Linked DNA regions of Mus musculus: region 2 is linked to region 1. Evidence: chromatin contacts called from public HiChIP or PLAC-seq data. All regions are on one chromosome and are shown on one strand. Each heading gives the region's core, a stretch centred on a gene start, on an enhancer-like site or on the middle of the called end of the contact. The rest is flanking DNA. Distances are from core to core; before and after follow the strand shown.

The links. HiChIP or PLAC-seq counts read pairs in DNA pulled down with a chosen protein or histone mark.
Region 2: a contact with region 1 is called in an H3K27ac HiChIP or PLAC-seq map of microglia, with 4 times the contacts expected there. The contact joins two enhancer-like sites. A contact is called at or near these places in 12 of 39 promoter capture datasets (the 3T3-L1 cell line, the C10 cell line, the HPC-7 cell line and 8 more), 1 of 15 datasets of contacts at CTCF or cohesin (pro-B cells), 53 of 484 Hi-C or Micro-C datasets (the 63-12 cell line, the AML12 cell line, B cells and 31 more), 6 of 115 datasets of contacts at active chromatin or transcription factors (acute myeloid leukemia, astrocytes, bone marrow-derived macrophages and 3 more) and 2 of 9 other capture datasets (adipose tissue and pancreatic islet).

The regions. Positions count from the first base shown.
Region 1 is chr16:33,077,864-33,081,535 of GRCm38.p6, reverse strand. It overlaps Lmln (leishmanolysin-like (metallopeptidase M8 family)), which reads right to left. Exons shown (of 17, transcript NM_172823.2): 7 at 500-605. Among named protein-coding and RNA genes, the nearest start is that of Lmln, 17 kb to the right of the region's middle. Within about 2 kb of position 1,250, at least 16 of the 459 cell types and tissues checked have an H3K27ac peak or open chromatin away from gene starts, as enhancers often do. A contact at or near this core is called in bone marrow-derived macrophages and microglia, where this site is marked.
Region 2 is chr16:33,150,468-33,154,025 of GRCm38.p6, reverse strand. No RefSeq gene overlaps it. Among named protein-coding and RNA genes, the nearest start is that of Gm41447, 15 kb to the right of the region's middle. Within about 2 kb of position 2,270, at least 20 of the 459 cell types and tissues checked have an H3K27ac peak or open chromatin away from gene starts, as enhancers often do. A contact at or near this core is called in bone marrow-derived macrophages and microglia, where this site is marked.

The DNA.
Region 1 (3,672 bases), core at 1-2,500:
ACATCTCTGAGTGTGCATGCGTGTGCATTTGTGCATTCATCTGTCAGAGACAGTCAGGTGGGCGTGAGGCTAAGTTGCTAGAATGGCTGTCCAGTGTGTATGAAGCCTTGGGTTTAATCCCCAGCTCTGCACACACTCGGTATGATACCACATGCTTGTAATCATGGCAGCAATCCTCCTGCTTTAGTATCTCAAATGCTACAAGTGCAGACCTGAGCCATCACATCTGGCTCCAAGATGCTTTCCTTCCCAAGTTTAATCCCCTTTCCAAAAGTCCTGTTATCAATGGGAATGACTGCTTAGGTGTAAATCATGCTAGATAGCCAAACGCAGCCTGCCCCACCCTGACCATTAACATTTGTATTGACAGAAACACAATTAATCAGGTTTTATCAAACACGAATCTAAGGACTCACATATCATATAGAACATGTATTAAAACAACAGAATATGTAACAAATGAAAGGTCTGAAGGAAAGGACAGAAGTCAGTAGCATACCAGGGCATGAATGATCTCATGCTTCACTGTGGACAGCATCCCGATGAACTCCTGGGGCTGGGTGGAGATCATATTTGGACACAGGTTAGCATATCCTGCTATGGGCCTGTTAAAATAAACATGACATTGTTTTTACTATATTTGAGAAGTATTATAATATTTGTTAACCTATACTTCTCTGAAAAAGACAGCTCAAGGACATTACTTGTTTACTATCAGATACAATTGAATAGCTAATTCTTATTCTTTTTCTTTACTGCCAAGATCCATACTGTTTGCTTTCCAACAGCATGAAAAAGAAATACTTGTTTTTGTTTTTTTGAGGGGTATGGGGGCTTCATTGGGGCCTTTCAAGTGCTCAACGCCCTGAGTAACGACCACTGTCTATCTGGCTGTCTTTCAAAACTGTGGCAAAGGGATGTGTGACAGAATCCAAACTGTTTCCTCTACTGTTGCTTTAACAGTTAACTGTGGAAATACCATAAATCTCACTGCCTACTTATAACAAATATTTGTCCTATTTAAGTAGAAAAATGGTGTTATTTCCTGATAGCATCAGACTTAGGTACTTTGAAAAAGTATATCATTAATGAAAACACTGCCACACAGACAGGTATGGTGGTGTAGTCCTGTAGTCCCAGAACTAGGAGGCCGATGCAGAATTGAAAGTTTGAGGCTATCCTGAGCTACCCAGAAGAGCTCATCTCTAAATACCACACCACAACCACAGTGGCTTCTAGATCAAGTGTGTCCCTGCCAGGCTCCAGCCCTCCCGGGCCCTGCTTCCTCCTTCTCCAAGCCTTGGACTTTCAACAGTCTACGGAAGTAGCCAACCCACCGCCACAGCACAGAACCAGGGCCTCTCAGACCCAAATGCCCTTCCGCTCAGCGGTGTACATCTGCAGCCCCTTCGTATTTTTATTTAAAATAAAAGATAATCTTTTTTATTACTTAAGACCTTTATTGCTATATGTTGAAGTTTGTTGACATTTTTCTTGTCAGGGAGTAGAGAGGAATCAAGTTGTTTCATTACAAATTAAGAATGAAGTTCTTAAAAACCTCAACTTGACTAGATACGAAATTAGTTAAAGACCTTTTTTCTTTTTTTTTTTTTTGGTTTTTTGAGACAAGGTTTCTCTGTATAGCTCTGACTGTCCTGGAACTCACTCTGTAGACCAGGCTGGCCTCGAACTCAGAAATCCGCCTGCCTCTGCCTCCCAAGTGCTAGGATAAAAGGCGTGCACCACCACTGCCCGGCTAAAGACCTTTTTTTCAAAAATTATTTATTATTTTTGATTGTCTGTGTGTCCGTATGTGGGTATTTGCATATGAGTGCAAATACCTATGGAAGTTTCTGTAAACAAGGGTGGTTGCCCCAAAGCACAGGATGTGCCTGATCGAGTGCAGGCGGGAGGTACATGCTTGACCTCCATTGGATGAAGATGGATATACATAGTTTTGTGGGGTTTGCCTTTATAAGCCCATAACTAACATAATTTGTGGCTATTCTCAAGGAATCCCCAGTATGGGCCTGGCAAGTCTTCACTGTCCAGACCAGCATTTAATAATGTTTGTTTCAAATGTGGCTCAAAAATTGTGGTTGTGGTCTTATTCTCAACCAGTGGGATTAACACAAAGTCTCAATGAGTTTCTTGGGCTCATCTAAAACTCCTTCTGTTGCCTAGGCTGGCTTTGAACTTGTGCTCCTCTTGCCTTGGTCCCCTGAATAGCTGGAATCACAGGCCTGTACCACCGGGCCGTGTTTAAAGGGGCTTCTGACAGCAACAGGGCTTTTTGCAGCATGAATTTGCACGCCTTCCACCTCTCTTTCTCTTTCTCTGTCCAGGCTGAGCTCCGGGCCTCACACAAGCTAGACAAGCACTCTACCATAAGCTGCATCAGCCATTCCTCTCCACCCCCATTTTGCTGCGGTTTGCATCCTGCTAAGCTGTATGCTAAACCCAGCATGGTTTACGCCTGGAATTCTAGCACTGGGGAAGCAGAAGCAGGAGGCGCCTTTGTGTTCAAGGTCAGCTTGGAGTCTACATGGTAAGTTTCAGGGCAGCCAGGCCTACATACACACAGGCTAGCCCCAAACTTCCAATCTGCCTGAACCAGCCTCCCAAGCAGCCCACACTGCAAGCACGTACCACTCTCCACCCGCAGAGGGTTCCCCGCCTCTTTATTTGGCTAAAGCCTTAGCAATGCTCGGGCTGCAGCTTTATTTTTACTTCTTCAAAAGAGGTCTTCCTTCCCAAATCAACTGAGTGGCATCCCCTGCCATTCTCGCCTTCTGTTCTTTGCTATAGGCTCCTGTGTAAAATATCTATCACACATAAAACTGCATGCTTACTTGTAGGTATAACTAACCATTATCTGTCTCCTTATACAACTGCTAAGTCCCAGGAGGCAGGTTCACAAGTGTGTTTTGTTCATCTTCTCTGAGGGCAGCATAATTAGGCACTATGGCGGTTGGTCGATTGGTGGTCAGTCCTGGGTATAGATTCACACAATGGAGTTCTTGAGACTCAGAATAACTGGCTAGGCGTCAGACCTACACCTTTGTAATCTCAGCACTTGGGAGTGGGGAGCGGGAGGATAAGGAACTCAAGGCCAGCCTCAGCTATCTAGTGAGTGCATTGCAGGCCAGGCTGGATTACAGACCACTTCTCATGGCTGGGGGCAGAACAGGATACTGTGCCAGGCTTTGATCCACATCATCCTTCCAGAGGAAAGCAAATCCTTCCCCAGGTGTGGTTACATTCATTGGTACAAAGGCCATTTACTCTTTAGCTATTCGTTCCTATCAATGTGAACCAACAGTCAAGCACCACAACCAAGTACGGAGGTGGGTAACAGGGCTGAGACATGCCTTCCTGCCACCGGCCCCTCCTGTCCGACTCCTGTGCTGAATTCTCTCACGGGAAGACAGACAGATGCAGAAGTGCCTTTGGCATCATGAGACACAGAAATGAGGTAAACTAACCTAGATTCAGTCAAGCTGGGGCTTTTCTATCCTTCCCCTCACTCATCTGGGCAAGTCAACTTGATCCTAATATATAAAGTCCAGCACAGCTTTTATAAAAGCAATAAAAGCTCACAGTAAACCGGGCATGGTGACGCACGCCTTTAAGAGGCTGAAGCAGGCAGATTTCTGAGTTCAAGGCCAGCCT
Region 2 (3,558 bases), core at 1,021-3,520, 71 kb before region 1:
AAAGGGATCTTTTGAGGCTCAGTTCTCACCTCAAGTTCCTTTCCTGACACCTCTCCACCGTGGACGAGGTGGGGACAGGAGGATCAGGAGTCCAAGGTCAGTTCCAGGCTAGTTCTCACTGCATGAGACTCAGCTTCAAAGCTTAGCTGCAGGAAGGGTCAGCAATTCAAATCAACAAAACCCCAAAAGCAGTCAACACAGCAAACACAGACAGGCAGTCAACACAGCAAACACAGACAGGCAGTCAACACAGCAAACACAGACAGGCAGTCAACACAGCAAACACAGACAGGCAGTCAACACAGCAAACACAGACAGGCAGTCAACACAGCAAACACAGACAGGCAGTCAACACAGCAAACACAGACAGGCAGTCAACACAGCAAACACAGACAGGCTTTCTGGCCTCTGTCCTATGAAAGGGCAGAGGGTACCCAGAAGCGTCCTTGTCAACAGCTTTTCTCCAGAGACAATTCCCCAGAAATCTTTTTTTTTTTTTTTTTTTAAATTGGCTGACATTCTCTGGCTGTCAACAAAATTCAGCTAAAATTGGCTGAAGGGAAAAGGGAGAGTCTTTAGAAGTCTCTGTAATGGTGTTATCTCATGGAACTCAAAGGCAGTCACATGACACAGCTGTTGGATGTACCTAGAACAGAACCACAGAGCCACCAGGTTGCTGCCCTGCTTGCCTGAGGGCTCTACTCCCCCCTTACCACCACCACTACCACTGTTGATGAATTTTCCTGAGAGTGATGGCTATGTTCTCAAGTAGTTCAAAGTTATGGCTGTCTAACCTACAATTCCCAATGCCCAGCTTTCCACCCCGTGCCAGTGAGCTCCTTGTGGGCAGGAAAACCTGAAACCAGTGTTCTGTGGCCACCAGAGGCCGTGCAAGCAAAGCATACTTGCTAAGATGGATCTACACAGGGTATCTATCTGTGCTGTCTAAGGAAGCAGAAGATGACCAAGTGTGATCTACCCAAGAGACATGAATCGTGACTGAGCAGGGACAAAACAGAACATCCTTGCTTCTGGGTGATACACACAGACAGAACGAGGGGCTTGAGGGGTAGGGTGGGCAGAGAGCACTCTGCAGTTGGGTACCTGGGGAATGAAGAACAGGATAGTGCCGTATAAAACAGCAAGAGAGGGGAGGGCAGCCCATTCTACCTCCCCAGGACAGAACCTCTAATTGCTCCTTCCTCTTGTTCATTCCAAAGTCCTATATTTCCCATCTGCATGCCTTACTAAACAGAAGTGGGTTTAGGCTTTGTTGTTTACTTATTTATTTAGTGTGTGTGTGTGTGTGTGTGTGTGTGTAGACAGAATAGGTGAATTCATGACCCGGTTCTCAGGGCATCAGGACTACATAGCAAGTGCTTTTACCTGCTGAGCCATCTCTCCAGCCCCCCACTAAGATGTGTTTTTTAAGTGGCTCTTCCCTCTGCGGCAAGAACAACAGGGTGGCACTCAACCTCTGTGACCCTGCCTCCATCTCCACAGCTCTCCTCTATGTGACCTTCCTGCATCCCTATTTAAAAAATGTTTGCCCCAAGGCAATGTTATATTTTTATTAAGGTGTTTCGTATTTACTTACTTACTTGCTGTGTATGTAAGACTGAGTGTGGGAGCTTGTGCTGGGTCCCAAGAACACTTGCAGGAGTCAGATCTTGACTTTCACCCTGTGTGTGAGGAACTCAGGACACCAGGCTTGCTGCATGCATTGTTACCCCCAAGCCACCTCAAGATCATGCTTTACTTGCTGAGCCTCTTGTGGGAGGGGTGCACATGTGTTCATGTGTGTACAAGCACCCACCATGTTTATCTACTGAGCCTTATCCCCAACCCTTTGAGCTCCTTATTAAAAAAAAAAACAAAAAAAAAACAGTGATTATATCAGACTCACTCAGATAATGGAGAAAAATATCATATCTGAAAAACCTTCACCCGAGTCGGGAATACAGCTCAATGGTTTATCTAATGCCGAACCCGTGTGAGACTTTGGGCGCCAGGCACCAAACAGGTTCACAGGTCCCAAGATTAGGGCATGGACGTCTTTTGTCATCATTATCCCTCTCATCTCCCAAGCTGTGTCTGCCAGCTTGGAGACCTCCTTGCCTGCCGCATCCCCAGCGCCAGCACAGAGTGCTGGTCCCACACGAAGCTCAAGGAACATTTGTGAAGTTGACGAGGGAGGAATAGTAAAACAGATCAACTGAAAAGCGTATCCTCTCAGCTTTCGCTTCTTGTTTTCACTCTGGGGTTGTTTTTTTGGTTGCTCTATCTTAAGATCTACAAGGACCAGAAGGACCTCCTCTCTTGTGCAATCTGTTCTCCCAACTGGCCCGGAATTTCAAAAGGAACACAGCCTATCATCTGAGGCTGGGAAGAACTCTAGGCTGCAAGGAAAAAAAAAAAATTAAATGCACCGTCTGTCTGCAACCTACAGTAGCAGCTTTCATAGTTGTTTAAAACAAAACAAAGAACCTTGCACTCTGTGCAGCTGCAGCACTGGCCATGGACCCAAAGGAAGGACCAAGAAGCCAGTGAGGTGTCTGCAGGGTCCTCCATGGCTGCTGGAGGTGGTGTCCCGATGGATGACAAGCTGATGGCTGGAGGTCACTATGGCTGCAGAGGGAGACCCTGTGTAGTAGGAATTTTGATTTCTTTAAAAACCCAGAAATCTTATAGGGATATATGTTTTTGTTTTAATCCTAGGTATCAGATGTGGGACTGCTTTATTTTTATTTTTATTTTTTTTTAATTTATTTATTATATGTAAGTACATTGTAGCTGTCTTCAGACACACCAGAAGAGGGAGTCAGATCTCATTACGGGTGGTTGTGAGCCACCATGTGGTTGCTGGGATTTGAACTCTGGACCTTCGGAAGAGCAGTCGGGTGCTCTAACCCACTGAGCCATCTCACCAGCCCCCGTGGGACTGCTTTAGATGGTCCACGGCTGTAGATTTTATGATCTGCCTCGTGCTCTAACAGGGGCTTTTTTTTTTTTTTTTTTCCATCTGCAAATAGTTTCTGCAAATGTAGGATATGACATTTGGAATTCTGGGAACTCTTGAGAAAGTATCAAAATGCTACAGCCCTGGGGGGCGCGGGGGGGGGGGGCGGGGTTCTTCCTCCTGCTGCTCCTTCTGCTTGTGGTTGCTGGTATCCCGACTACAGAGATCATACTTGCCCACAATCAGCAGGAAGTAGTCTAACAATATTGATGCCCTCTTTCCCCTCTAACATCTCTCTCTCCTACCTAGTGCTTGGGCGGGGGGCTGTTGCAAGGGATAAGGTAGCAAGGGAACCCATAAAGTCGCCATACCCTGACTTCATCCCACCCATTAGCAGCCAGTGGGAAGTGGCAATGCCTATGAAGATGACACCAGCTCTGTCACCAAGATCTGACTGTACAAGTCCAACCCTGCAGGGTCCAAACTGTAGGGCCAGCTGGTGCCCACTTCTGCCCACTGGGCCCAGGCACTGAGAGTGCTATAAAGTTGCTCCCCAGTGAGGTCTGGCCAGTGTATCTATCCACCGTTCCCATCACACA